Linked DNA regions of Sus scrofa: all the other regions are linked to region 1. Evidence: chromatin contacts called from public Hi-C and promoter capture Hi-C data. All regions are on one chromosome and are shown on one strand. The core of a region is the stretch at or near the end of the contact, and the rest is flanking DNA. Distances in the headings are between cores, read along the strand shown. Region 1 holds the start of AHCY (adenosylhomocysteinase). Region 2 holds the start of PIGU (phosphatidylinositol glycan anchor biosynthesis class U). Region 3 holds the start of TP53INP2 (tumor protein p53-inducible nuclear protein 2).

Region 1 (4,617 bases), core at 1,127-3,626:
GTATTGAGATTATGTAAAGAATTCCTATAAGTTGAAAAGAAAAACAAACCACCTAGTTTTAAACTGGCAGAGACGTGAATGGAAATTTTCCTCATTAGAAGTCAAAGAAATACAAATTAAAACCACAAGATATTTCATGCCTGTCAGATTGGCAAAAAAATTAAAAATTTGATAATAGGAAGTGATGATAAGGGCATAAAACAGGAATTTTTAGGTCTTTTTAGAGGCACACCTGTGGCATGTGGAGGTTCCCAGGCTAGGAGTCACATCAGAGCTGTAGCTGTAGCCTACACCAGAGCCACAGCAACTCAGGACCCAGGCTGCATCTGCGACCTACAGAACAGCTCATGGCAACGCCAGATCCTTTACCCACTAAGCGAGGCCAGGGATCGAACCTGCAACCTCATGGTTCCTAGTTGGATTCGTTTCTACTGTGCCATGATGGGAACTACCCAAAATAAGATTTTTTAATCCACTGTTGATCGGAGTATAGACTGAGATAACTGCTTGGGAAATAGTTTCATATTACCTAGTTAAGTTGGACATGAGTGTATGTATTCAAGCAATTTGGCTCACAAATATATCTACATCTATATCCATATAGGTACACACACATGAGAATATTAAGCAGTAGTCTTTATGGCAGCAAAAAAAAAAAAAAAAAAAACTGAAACAATCCAATGTCCATCAAAAATAGAATAAGTAAATAAGTGGATTATACAGAAATGAAAATAAATGAACCACAGCTATAGCCCTTACAGAAATGACTCTCAAAAGCAGTGTTGAGGGAATTCCTGTTGTGGCTCAGTGGTTATGGAACCAGACTAGTATCCATGAGGATGCAGGTTCGATCCCTGGCCTTGTCAGTGAGTTAAGGATCTGGCATTGCCATGAGCTGTGGTGTAGGTCACAGATGTGGCTCGGATCTTGCGTTGTTGTGGCTGTGGTGTAGCTGCCGGCCTACACTACAGCCACAGCTCCAATTCGACCCTTAGCCTGGGAAATTCCATATACTGCAGGTGTATGGAAAAGACAAAAGACAGGAAAAAACAACAACAACAACAACAAAACAAACCAACAATGTTGAGGAATTCTCCTGCGGTGCAGCAGGTTAAGGATCTGGTGTTGTCACTGCACCAGCTTGGGTTGCTGCTGTGGCTCAGGTTAGATCCCTCCTTGGGAACTTCCACATGCCAAAGGCACTGCCAAAAAAAAAAAAAAAAAAAAAAAAAAATAGAACTGAAAGAGAAAAGTAAGTTGCAGAAGAATATGTATCCTATGATTTCATTTACACAAAGGTGAAACAGTCAAAACTAAGCAATGCATGGTTTAGTGGGTTAAGGATCTGGCATTCCTGTGGCTGTGGCTGGCAGCTACAGCTCCGATTTGATCTCTAGCCTGGGAACTTCCATATGCCACAGGTGCAGCCCTAAAAAGCAAAAAAGAAAAAAACAATTCTGTCAGACTGACAAGTGATGACAGGGATGTGGATCAACAAGCCCTCTCAGACACTGCTGGTGATAGGATGAGCTACCTTGGAAAACAATTTGGTAATATCTAGGAAAGTTAAAAATGTGCCTTTATCTCAAAAACTCCACCCCTGAGTACACTTATGGTTCCAGGACACCTACTCATGGGCTAAGAGGCAATGTTCATTTTTTCATATACACAATAATGGCAGACTGTATAAAATCTGAATATAGAACAGGTAAATTAATCACACGATGTATACAATAAAATACTATACAGCAGCAAAACTCTATGCATGACCCTTACAAATATTAACAGAAAAAAAGCAAGTTGCAGAAGAGTAAGTACAGTATGGCACTATTTAAATAAAGGTTTTAAACACAGAGTGACTTCTATGAAGCATTTAATGATTTATGCATATGTAGTAAAAGTATTAAAAATGCATACAAATCTACCTAAACTCAGCATGGTGGGAGGAGGGTGGAAGGTCTCCCATGTGCTAGGTGTTGACATATTGCAACTTTACCTATTTGTATGGTAGGTATCATTCTGCCCAATTTATAGAAGAGGAAATTGAGGTTCTGGGAAGTGAACTGGTTGGAATTTCAATTTCACTCGGTTTTGGCGTCGGATTCACTGATTGAATGAATGAAGTTAAAGATGGCCTCAGGTTTGATATCAGGCCTCTCCTGGAACTCCTTTCGCTACGCTGCTCGGGAGGTGGAAGGTCCCCGTAAGCTAAAAACTGGTCTGAACCCCAACCAAAGTCCGTTCTGGTCCCGCCCCCCTCCGTTGGGCCCCGCCCCCCTGCGTTGGGCCCCGCCCCGACCGCTCAGCACCAGCGGGACTCATGAATATGCAAGCTACGGTAAGATATTTAAAGGCGCCGGTGCCACTCGCAGATCCCTGCCCGGCGCCGCCCGCCCTGCGTTTGTCCCCAGCCCAAGGCCGGCCCCCTTCGCTCGTGTCCATCACTACGTGTGGAAGCGCCGCCAGCATGTCGGAGAAGCTGCCTTACAAAGTCGGTGAGTCCCTGGACATGCAGGGTAGGGGCCTGCTGGGACGGCAGCCACAGGGCCGAATCGGGGCGCTCAGGAGGAGCCCCTTGAATCGCTGGCTTGGCGCGGTCTTTGGCCGCGCGAGGCCTTCTGGGGGCTGGAGTTCTTCCGCCGCCATGAGCAGGTCTTCGGAGGCGGCCGCGCACTACGAGTCCCGGCGTGCCCCGCGAGGCCGGGTGCAGCGGCGCGGGCTGCGGAGTGGTGAACTCGCGGCGTGTTCCACACGGAGCCGGCTGGGGCGGGCGGGGAGCGCACACCTAACCGAGGCCTGGGACCAATGGCACCTGCTGGGGCCAACACCGGGGAGCCTGGATCCTGCCTCCTGGGTCTGGACCAGCTCTTTGGCCCCCTGGGTGGTCCTGGGCAAGTGCTTATCCCTCTCTGGGCCACCTACAGGGAAGACGAGGTCATTAAGACCCCGAAGGGCACGTGAGGAGAGGCCTGGAGACTGAGCCGACACAAGCACTAGTCCACTTACAAGGGACTTTGGGCTTGTTACTCAACCTCTGGGGTCACCCACCTGGCCAACAGGGACAATCGTACAGAGAATCTCGAAGAAATTTTGGAGTGGCTAGAAAAATCCTTACTGCTCTCCTAGGGATTGAAGCTGTGCATTGATAGTTAATGTTTACTGGGCTTTTACTGTGGAATGGGCACTGCCTTCTACCTTTATTCTAGATTAATTCATTTTCTTCTCACGGTTTTTTAGGATAGGGGCTGTTACTTTATCATTTTACAATGAGTATACTGAGATACAGGAAAAAAGGTTAACTTGTCCATGATCTTATAGCTGGGAGGTGGTGGAGCAGGATATAAATCCAGATCCTGCTCACCTTTTCACCACAGTATATAAGTGAACACATCTGAAACAGCCCCACTGACCTTTCAGGAAAAAACTGTTCAGGCAGACTATCAGTTTTTAAAGTAAATTCAAGACACCATTCTACCCAGAGAAAGGCATCAATATTTATGGAGCTGTGTATCTGGGGGTTTGCATTTGTTTACAGAATGACCTTTAGAGGTGGACTTTATCCCATTATACAGAGGAAGAAGCTGAAGGTGTAATAGGAAATGACTTGGAAAGATTCTGTGGAAATAGTAACTTACCAATAGTTGTTTATCAAGTTGCAGCCCAGAGCAGACTCTTGTCCCTGTGGTGTGAATGAAGTGGAAGCCTAGAAAGGTTAAATCAAGGTCATGTCAGTGGGAGAGTTGGAAAAAGGGCTTGTCATACTGTGGAGAGATGGGTGAGTTAGGGTTGAGGGCTTTGGGTTGTATGGGAGGAGGTAAGACTGCATTTGGAAGTGGAGGAGCTTGGCAGGGTAGGGTTGGAGGAAGGAAGTCTCCATTAGGGAGGGCATACTGTGCTTGCCCATGTTGCATCTTCTTTAATCTTCAGGGCTCATAGGAAGGTTAGGGATGGTTATTCCCACTTTACAGATGAAGAAACTGAGGCTCAGGGAGGGTTTTGCTATTTTTCCTCTTGGCTTGTCCTGGAACAGGTGTTACTGCAAGTCCTCAGTTCCCTGGGCACCAAAAACCCCAAAGCTTAGAGTATCAGACCCTCCTGTACCCTTTGAGTACATCAGGCCTAGTCCTGAGTATACAGCTGTCCTGAGGGCAGTGAAAGAGTTCTTTTTAGCTAGAGGGACAGGTGGTGGCAGAGGGGGTGGAACTTAGGATAGGACAGAACCATTGTCCACTACTGCTGGGCCTCTCCTAGGAGCCTCTAGCTCTAGCCCCACCTTTGCCAGCCCCGCCTCTGCCTTTGACTGGCTGTGGAAGCAAACCTGGGGCAAACCCCTCTCTGAGCCTAGGAGTTAGACTGGGTTCAGATTTGTTTTTTTTTATGCCACCTCCATCTTGTGCCAGTCCCTTTCATGGACCTTCTCTCCTTTAGTCCTTACAATAGGTATGGTCAGTAAACATTTGTGGATCCCTTCTCTGTGCCAGGACCAGCAGGGCACTAGAGATACAAAGGTGACTCAGGAAAGAGGGGGGACGACAGCATACAGATAATGTAGTATTTAAGTGAAGAGATCTGCCCATTTCTCTGTGTCCACGGCCACCATCCAAGTTCTGGTCTTCT
Region 2 (4,485 bases), core at 1,028-3,527, 340 kb before region 1:
CTCAGTAGGTTAACGATCCGGCGTTGCCGTGAGCTGTGGTGTAGATCGAAGACGTGGCTCAGATCCCGCGCTGCTGTGGCTCTGGCGTAGGCTGGCAGCTACAGCTCTGATTAGACCCTTAGCCTGGGAACCTCCATATGCCACAGGAGCGGCCCAAGAAATGGCAAAAAAGACGAAAAAAAAAAAAAAGTAAGCCTGACTACATCACTTCCTAGTTTAAAATTTTCCAATGGCACATGAATTGTACTTTGAATAAAGCCTGAATTTCCAGCTATGATGAACAGGTTCCTATCTGATTTGCCCCTCTCTGCAACCCCACCCACACCTTCTAAAACTTTCTTCACTTTCTCTTACGTTTTTCTCTTCTCAAACACATCTTGCTTCTTCCTGACTCAGTCTGTTCCCTGTGCTTGGAAGCTCTGATTAGGTTCATTTCAGTTCAAATGTCACCTCTTGGGAGGGTACAGCTCAGTGGTAGAGCATTTGACTGCAAATGTTACCTTTTCCCAGAGTCTTCCCTGACCATTCTGTGTAGTATTACCACCACCATTCCACCAAGTTATTCTTTTTTAATTTTTTTTCTTTTTTATGGCCGCACCTGGGGCATGTGGAAATTCCCAGGCTATGCATTGAATCAGAGCTGCAGCTAAGGCCTATGCCACAGCCAGTGCAACACCGGATCCTCAACTCACTGAATGAGGGCCAGGGATTGAACCCACATCCTCACATACACTATGTCCGGTTCTTAACCCACTGAGCCACAACGGGAACTCCCCACCAAATTATTTTTGATTATGCAACCTGTTTCATTTCCTTCACAGATCTTAAATTTCCTTATATTTATTTAATATTTTAATTACTATAGCTAACATTTAAGCATTCATCATAAGTATTTTTTATACATTAATGAAGTGGTGTGCTACTTATGCTTATTGATGGCTCTCCAAACTCCAAAACTCTGACACACTGTTTGCCAATTTCTGTGGTGTAAACATTCCCATTGATTGGGATTTCAAACTATCAAACTTAAGTCACTAAACATGATTTGGGAAGGCAAGGGCAGAAGTATACCATTATACAGTATTTGCCATAGTGATATAGCAGTGGTAAATAACCTCAAGAGCACAGATAAAACAAGAGTGTAGTAAAATACTTAGCAAGGGATGTTTTGAGTATTTATTACCTTGTTGTTTACACAACTTATTGAATTGTAGGTTTGTATAAGTTAATTTTTGATAATAGCTGAGTTTATTTTTATTTAATTTCAAAAAAGTATTATTAGGAGTACAGTTGATTTACAATGTTGTGTTAGTTTCAGGCATACAGCAAAGTGAATCATTTACACATATAAACACTTTCATTCTTAGATACTTTTTTTTTTTTTTTTAATTTTATGGCTGTACCCGAGGCATATGGAAGCTCCTGGGGAGGGGGATACTGAATCCCAGCCACAGCCGCGGCAATTCAGGATCCTTAATCCACTGAGCAGGGTTGGGGATGGAACCAGCAACACCACAAAGATAAGCCAGATCATTAATCAACTTCTCTTTAACCAACTTTGCCACAGCAGGAACTCCCTTTTTGGTTTATAAAGGAACCTCCATACTATTCTCCATAGTGGCTGTACTAATTTACAGTAATGTCTGTGTTTAAAAGCGGCTGGCAAAATTTCTAAGCATTCTTCAATGGTTTCTAGCTCACTCACAAGGAGCCAAAAACGAGTGCATTTTTAAGGTGAGGGACCTGAGGCACAGAAAAGTTCGGCAACTTGTTCAAGGCCGCAGAGCTAATAAATCTCTGTAATACTCCACAATGTATCCTCAGAACCCATATAGTTGACATTCTACAAATAAGTATGTAGTAAATCAACGAATACATATTTAATACTCTTTGAAAACATAAAAAAGGAAACATTTTAACACTAAAAACATACACACAAGAGTGAAATGAACGTTTCTTTAAAACTCGCTCAACAATTCCAGGATGGTAACTGTCTTCACGTGTCTCCTTTCAGCAGCACCTCAGTGCTATTACAATTCACCTGCTATAGTGGGAGACCTCGCCCAACCCTTTGCTATAAGCTTGAGGCGCCCCGCTTTCCGTCGCCACGCCCTACTTCGCCGCAAGGCCTCCTGGGAGTGGTAGTTCCCAGTTTGGGAGTTTCGTGGGCAGCCGCGAGGCGCGCTGACCCGCAGAACTACAGAGGGCGGTGCACAGACCGCGAGGCTCTTCCGCCTCGCCTTTCCCCTCCTGCCTGCGCGCCCGCCCCAGCTATCATGGCGGCTCCCTTGGCCTTGGTGCTGGTGGTGGCAGTGACTGTGCGGGCAGCCTTGTTTCGCTCCAGTCTGGCCGAGTTCATCTCGGAGCGGGTGGAGGTGGTGTCCCCACTGAGCTCTTGGAAGAGAGGTGAGGCCACCGGCTCGAGTAGGCGTCCAGGCCCCGCCTGTGCGCCTCTGGCCTCTGTGAATGGGAGGCGGGGGCAGTGGCCGCATGTTCAAGATTCTGAGGGAACTCACCAGTTATCGCGTCCTCGAGCGGGCGAGCGGGGCTGCTAAGGGCGGGGGGACGTTGGTTGGTGTGGTGAGGTTGGGGCCGTAGGGGCTGGTCACCTGCGAGATGTAGATATGAGGGGGTGTGTCCCCCTCGGGTCCTGAGCTGAGGGGCGTGGTCTGAGGAAAGATCTGCTTGAGGAAGGGTCGGGATGAGAAAAGGGCGTGCTAAGTGGAGTGAGTTTTGGCGCGAGATCGCTTGTGCGTGGGTGTGTGTGTGTGTGTGGGGGGGGTGCCCCTGAGGGGACCATTCCTGCATAAGCGAGGAGAGTGTGTGAGTGCCCTTATAAACCTTGTCTCAGCCTGGGACTTGCAGTGCAGCTTCTCCTACTATATCTTATTTCTTTTAAGTTCTTCATCAAACATTGTTTTATACTGGAGCCCACAGAGAGCCAGTTTGGACTAAAGAGTCCACAGGCACTCTAATAAGGCAGACAAACAGATATAGTCATTTATGAAAAGTGTACTTCCTGGAGTTCCCATTGTGGCTCAGTGGATAACAACCCAGGTAGTATCCATTAGGAGGGCTCAGGTTCAACACCTGGCCCTCTCTCAGCGGATTAAAGATCCCTCGTTGCTGTGAGGTGCATTGCAGATCGCAGATGTGGCTTGGATATATCTAGTGTTGTTGTGGCTGTGGTGTAGGCCCACAGCTGCAGCTCTGATTTGACCCCTAGCCTGGGAACTTCATATGCAGCAGGTGTGGCCCTAAAAAAAAAAAAAGAAAAAAGAAAGAAAAGTGTACTTCCTGTGTGCCTCCAGTTCCTTCCTTGGAGTTCTGACCCTGAAGAAAGTGTCCTCTCCTTTTCCAGTTTAAGGAATGTGGGATTTGAGCTAACTCTTGAAGGATGTAGAGTGTGAAAAGGGAGATTAGAGGAAGCGGAGTTTCAGGTAGAAGGTTGTCAGGATCAAGACATGTTGAAAGATGTGAAATGCCCAAAGTAGGGGAGTAATGAGGTGGGTGTAAGGTGAAGGCCAGAATTTGAAGATTTTTTTTTCAAAAAACTTTCTTACTGGAATTCCCTGGTGGCACAGCGGGTTAAGGATCTCCTGTTGTTACTGCTGTGGCTGCAGATTTGATCTCTTGCTGGGGAACTTCTGCGGAATGCTGTGGTCATGGACAAGAAAATAAATAAACTTTTCTTACTGAAGTACAATATACAGACAGTGCACATAATAATAAGTGTATAGCTTAAATAATTTACTATACTCATGTAGCCAGCTTGCAGTTCAAGAAACAGAACATTACCAGCAGCCCAGAAATCCCCTTCATGTCCTTGAACTTTTTTTTTGCTAGGTAAAATCTATTTATTTCTCTAGATGTATTTTCTTTTTTTTTTAGTTTGTATGATTTTTGTTTTTTTCATTATAGTTGATTTACAGTGTTCTGTCAATTTCTCCTGTACAGCAAAGTGAACCAGTCATACGTGTATTTATATATTCTTTTTCTCACATTATCCTCCATCATGTTCCATCACAAGGGACTAGATATAGTTTCCTCTGCTATCCAGCAGGATCTCATTGCTTATCCACTCCAAATGCAATAGTTTGCATCATGTCCTCAAACTTCAAATGCTAGAGTTTTTGATGTTATCCCATTGACATTTTGGAATGGGGAGTCGTGTAATGAATGGCTGTTTTATGAATAATTAGAGCTAACTTTTCTAAAAATACTTCCGGAGACTGGTAAGCCTCATTTTATTCTCCAGTTATTCTTGTATTAGATGGCATTATCTTCCTTATTTTACAGATGAAGAAACTGAGATTTGGTGAAGTTAAGTAGTTTGCCCAGGTTCCAGCTGATAAGTGGTAAAAAGGTAGTTGTAGTTCATATGTGTGATGGTAAGAGTTTAGACTTTATATCTTTGCATATGATATTTGCATATAATTATTTGTTGAACAAATTGAATTGTTTGTTGAAATCACTTGGTTCCTG
Region 3 (4,605 bases), core at 145-2,644, 360 kb before region 1:
CCTCCTGCCTCCTTTCCTCCTGGTCCCTCTCTGTGAACAGAGGGAGGGGCAACACAAGCCTTGTAATCATCAGCACTAGGCCAGGTCAGTCCTTCCTAGCTGACAACTCTGATGTTGGGAGGCAAAGAAGGGCCAAACAAAGGGAACTCTCACCTCTACCCCATCCCAACATCGGCCCTGGAGACAGCCTGATGCAGCCACTGACTCACCTTTCTGCAGTCAAAACAGATGGGAGGGAGTAATTTTACTGGGCTCTGGAACTCCAGGGTATAAAGTAAGGATCAGGGCTTCAAAAGGGGACCCAATCTCCTAGGAGCCCTATCAAATTTGGATGGCGCTTAGCCCAAGGTACAGTCCTCAGTGGAAGGAGAATGTGTAACTACTTGTAATAAGCTCATACTAAGTATGTGCCCAGGGCTAATGCATCTGCCACTCACTAGGCAGGCATGACTCTAATTGGCTGCAGGACCTAGAGTAAGCCACTTGCCCGCTCCTGGCCTCAGTTTTCCCTTCCGTGAAATGGGGTCTAAGACCCCTCCTTTCGGGAAGTGACGTGACCTCAGTTAAGGCGCTGCACACATTTCAGGGATTAGAAGGATGTAATTATGTTAGTCCAGGGGTGCAGAGCCTGGAGCCAGAGGGAGGGGATTCCACCACCATCTGGCGCTGCCTCAACGATCCGGCTGGAGCCAAAGCTTCAGGCGCCCCTGAACTCCTGACAACCCCCTCCCCCAATGTAGACCCAGTAACGCTGTTTGAACCTCTCTCAAGTCGCAAGGAGAAAGTAGAGGATCAGAGGCTTGAACGCAGCTCTTGGATTAATCCAGAAAACTGGAGGACCTTTTGGTCCCGCTGCCTTTCAGCGTCCCTCACCCGTGGGCCCAGTCCCGACTCAGCGCCCGACGGGTCACGGGAGGACAGGCGACCCGAGCCGGGAGGGGGTGGGGGGGCGGTCCCGGCCTTGGTGACGTCTCAATGTCATATGCAAATATGCAGACGTCAGAGTCTACCGGACGGGCGGCAGCCAATCCAGAGGCGGGAGTGCAGCCCCGGCGGCCGCCGGCGGAAAGAGACAAAGACCCGGGAGCTGGGGGAGCGGGGAGTGTTCTGGGGCCCCGGGAGCCCAGGGGCCAAAGCTGATCAGAACTCACCTGGGGCAGGGGCGGGGCGGCAGGCGGAGGTGGCGCTGAGGTAGTTGTGAGGCGGAGTGTCCTAGGGTCCGCGGCTGATCACAGGCCCCGCCGCATCGCGGGGGCTAGGCGGGGAGGCGGCGGGGGTACGGGTCGGACGTTCCGGGTTGCTGCGCTCGCCCGCTGGGCTTCGAGTCTGTGCAGCAGCTGCTGGGCTCACAGCACAAATTGGAGCGTTCAAACAGCTGATTGTGACGTCACAAAGGGGCCCGCCCGCCTCGCGTCAGCGACCGGCGAAGCGGCGGCCAATCCCAGGCTGCGGATCTCCCCTCCCCGCCTCCTCCTTGGTTCGCTGGCTAGTGGCTCCCTCCCGGGATCAAGACTCCGAGCCGGAGGCTGGGGGGTGGGGCGTTCGGAGACGCGACTGCTGGGCGCTTGGAGCCCCTGCTCCTGGGCGACCCCACAGACCTCTCAGTGAGGAGAATTACCACTCCTTCTACAGGATCCCCATCTTTCTGTACTCCCTCCGCATATCCCAGCGCCTTTGCCCCTCCTGTCCGTTCACCTGTATCCTCTATCCAAATCCCTCGGTCTGTACCCTTTTCTCAACTCCGCGCCACATCCGTGACCTTCCAGTCTCCTCCTCCCCGCCCTTCTCCCGGGCCTCCGTTTTCTGCCTCACCTTCTCACCCCTACGCATTATCTGCTCTGCCGCTCCATTTTTCCTCATCTGGACAGGCTTGAGAGGTGGGGCACATCTCCCTTCCCCGGTTCCAGGGGTGTACCCGGGAGTATAGGAGAGTTGGTTAGACTGACAGAATATTTTTCAGAGTAGGACTTGGAGAGGGATTGCTCTGGGCTGAATAAACACTGAGCTAGAGAGTGCTCAGCACTGGAACGTTTCCACATCTTGTTTAACCCACCTTGCTGCTGGGGCTGGACAGAAAAGTGACGGGACAGGGATTGATTATTAGCCTCGATTTACACGCGGGAAAACTGAGACTCAACAAATCTCATGCTTAGTATGTAGATTTATATTCAGCAATGCATTGAGCAAATATTGAGTACCTACTATTGCTGCTGCCAGACCGGTAGCTGATATTTATTGAACACTTACTGAGTGCGAGGCACTGTGCTATAGTGCTTTATATGTCTTTTGATCTTCACAACAACCCTGAAAGATGGGTGTTATGCCCCTCCCCATTTTCCAGCTGAAGAAACAGGCTCAGAGAGCCTAAGCGATTTCCCAAGGTCACAAAGCTACAGCAAATGGCAGAGCCAGAACTTGAACCCATAGTTCCAGGCCCCAAATCTCTCCACTCTCTATAGGCACCAGACTGTCTAAATCCCAGAATGCTTCAGCCTCCCCAGGGAGATCTAGGCACAGTCTTGACTTTCCCCAAACTTGCTGTGTGACCTCAAGCAAGTCATGTTACCTCTCTGGACCTCAATTTCATTATCTATCAAACTTAACATATCCAAGTTTCCTTTTAGAGGTTCCTTCAAATGCTCCACCCTCAGGATTCTGCCAATCCCATCCTCTAGGTCCCCAGCATTCTCAGCAGCCTGAGAAATGCCTGGGGAAAAACCACGCACACACATCCTCAGAGTCTCCAGGGTTTTCTGGTTCCTCTCTTGGAGGAGCTGGGCTAGTCGGGTTGGGTCTGAGAGCTGCTCATCCGGCCCATCAGGAGGTGGGGGTAGGGTGGGGTGGGGGTGGGTGGGGTGAGCTAGGCCAGAGTGGCTGCTCTGGTTCTAAAATCCTGTCCCAGTCTAATTCAGACTAGGGGGACTCCTCAGTCCTAGCAACTGGGAGAAGGAACCAGGAAATAATATCCAGAGGCTTCTGGGTGAGAGGAGGAGAGAGCAGTGTTTTGGCCCTTGGAGTCGTATCCCCACAGTATCCTCATTCTGTGCAACCCTGAGCCTCTGCCCTTCATATCTGCTTCCTGCTGACCTCACACCCTCTCTTGACGTCTTGCTGACTTAAACATGCCTCTCTTGTCACACCACCTGCCTGCTCTGAAACCTTCTGTGGCTCCCAAAGTACCATGCTTCTTAATACAGCATTCATGGCCTTCCATGATCCAGCCCAGTTCTCGCCAGCTCTAATCTCCTTCTTCACCTACATGCACCTTGTGCGAAGGTCAAACTCTTCATGGTCTCTTCAACACTCTCAAATCCACACTTTTGCTCATTCCCCCTGCCTGGAATGCCCTCTTCAGACCTTTTTGAACTCAGATCTTTCCTGTCTTCAAGATTCTATTCACCCCTTCTTCCTCTAGGTAGCCCAGAGCTACCTTGTTGGGGACAGTACAGTCATTTATTTGTTCAATAAACAGTAAGCAATGATAATTAATTGTGTGTATGTATGTGTCTTCCCAAGTAGATGATTGTCATCTCAAGGGCAGGTCTTCATTCATATACTCCCCTCACCCAGCTTGCGCTGGGCCTGGCACAGAGTAGCCTCCAATCAATGGCTCAGCAATTAAAAGCTTAGCTCAAAAAAAGTGGCTGCAGAGTTCCTGTTGTGGCTCGGCAGGTTAAGAACCTGACATATTATCCATGAGGATGCTGGTTCCACCCCTGGCCTCCCTCAGTGGGTTAAGGATCCAGCATTGACACAAGCTGTGGTGACTGGCCTTGCCGTGGCTATGGCGTAAGCTGGCTGCTGCAGCTCTGATTCCACCCCTAACCCGGGAACATCCATATGCCGCAGGTGTAGCCATTAAAAAGAAGTGGCTAGTATAGGAAGATTCCCACACCTGGTACAGGACACATTCTGTTGCGCACAGGATTCTGGTTTCCCCAAGAATAGGGAAGCAGGATCTGGCACACACTCTGGTCCACAAATGACCTGGATTCTGTGCCCAGCCTTATGAACCCCATGTACAGGCTGAGAGGACACCTCAGACCATAGTTCATCCACAACTTTTCATTTTATAGGTGGGGAAACTAAGGCACACTGAGGCACAGAGAGGTCAAGGTACTTGCTTAGAATTATAGAGCAGAACAGCCATTTATTGACTCTGGCCCCAGGGAATGGATTTAGTATTCCGGAACCCTGGCCTGGGCCTTGGATTGGAAAAAGAGGCTGTGAGCACCGTGCTGGGGGTAATCCTAGATCTCATTTCCAATCAGACTTAGAGTGCCACTCCTGTTTATATATATATGGATACACGTGGGCACCTATGCATACACATGTATGCATTCATATACAAACATACACACATGTACACAGGTTAACAGATGCTCATACCCATCTAATCCATGCCCAGGTGTAAGCACCTGCCCAGTGTTATGGGCTCCTGGATTGGAGGTCAAGAGGCCACCCTTCTATTTCTGTCTGGGCCTTGGGCTTGCCGTCACCAAACCATGAGGCTCCCCAGTGGCTTGGGGTCCCCCACTTCAAAGGGCAGAGATGTGTCAGCCTGGGTGTGTCCCTCACGGGATCTTGCATGTACTCAAAGGTATG

Evidence for each region. Promoter capture Hi-C pulls out the DNA fragments that hold promoters and counts their contacts. Hi-C and Micro-C count contacts between places; a contact is called where the count stands out from the background.
Region 2: a promoter capture Hi-C map of fetal liver shows a contact between it and region 1, with 2.8 times the contacts expected there. The contact joins the promoter of PIGU here to the promoter of AHCY in region 1. A contact is called at or near these places in 2 of 5 promoter capture datasets (fetal liver and liver) and 1 of 2 datasets of contacts at active chromatin or transcription factors (alveolar macrophages).
Region 3: a contact with region 1 is called in a Hi-C map of liver, with 2.9 times the contacts expected there. The contact joins the promoter of TP53INP2 here to the promoter of AHCY in region 1. A contact is called at or near these places in 1 of 5 promoter capture datasets (fetal liver), 2 of 47 Hi-C or Micro-C datasets (embryonic fibroblasts and liver) and 1 of 2 datasets of contacts at active chromatin or transcription factors (alveolar macrophages).

What each region holds. Positions count from the first base shown.
Region 1 is chr17:37,742,137-37,746,753 of Sscrofa11.1, reverse strand. AHCY (adenosylhomocysteinase) reads left to right here and starts at 2,376. Exons shown (of 10, transcript NM_001011727.1): 1 at 2,376-2,495. The coding sequence starts at 2,468.
Region 2 is chr17:38,078,854-38,083,338 of Sscrofa11.1, reverse strand. PIGU (phosphatidylinositol glycan anchor biosynthesis class U) reads left to right here and starts at 2,277. Exons shown (of 12, transcript NM_001185136.1): 1 at 2,277-2,406. The coding sequence starts at 2,277.
Region 3 is chr17:38,100,978-38,105,582 of Sscrofa11.1, reverse strand. TP53INP2 (tumor protein p53-inducible nuclear protein 2) reads right to left here and starts at 1,394. Exons shown (of 4, transcript XM_003359949.4): 1 at 1,152-1,394.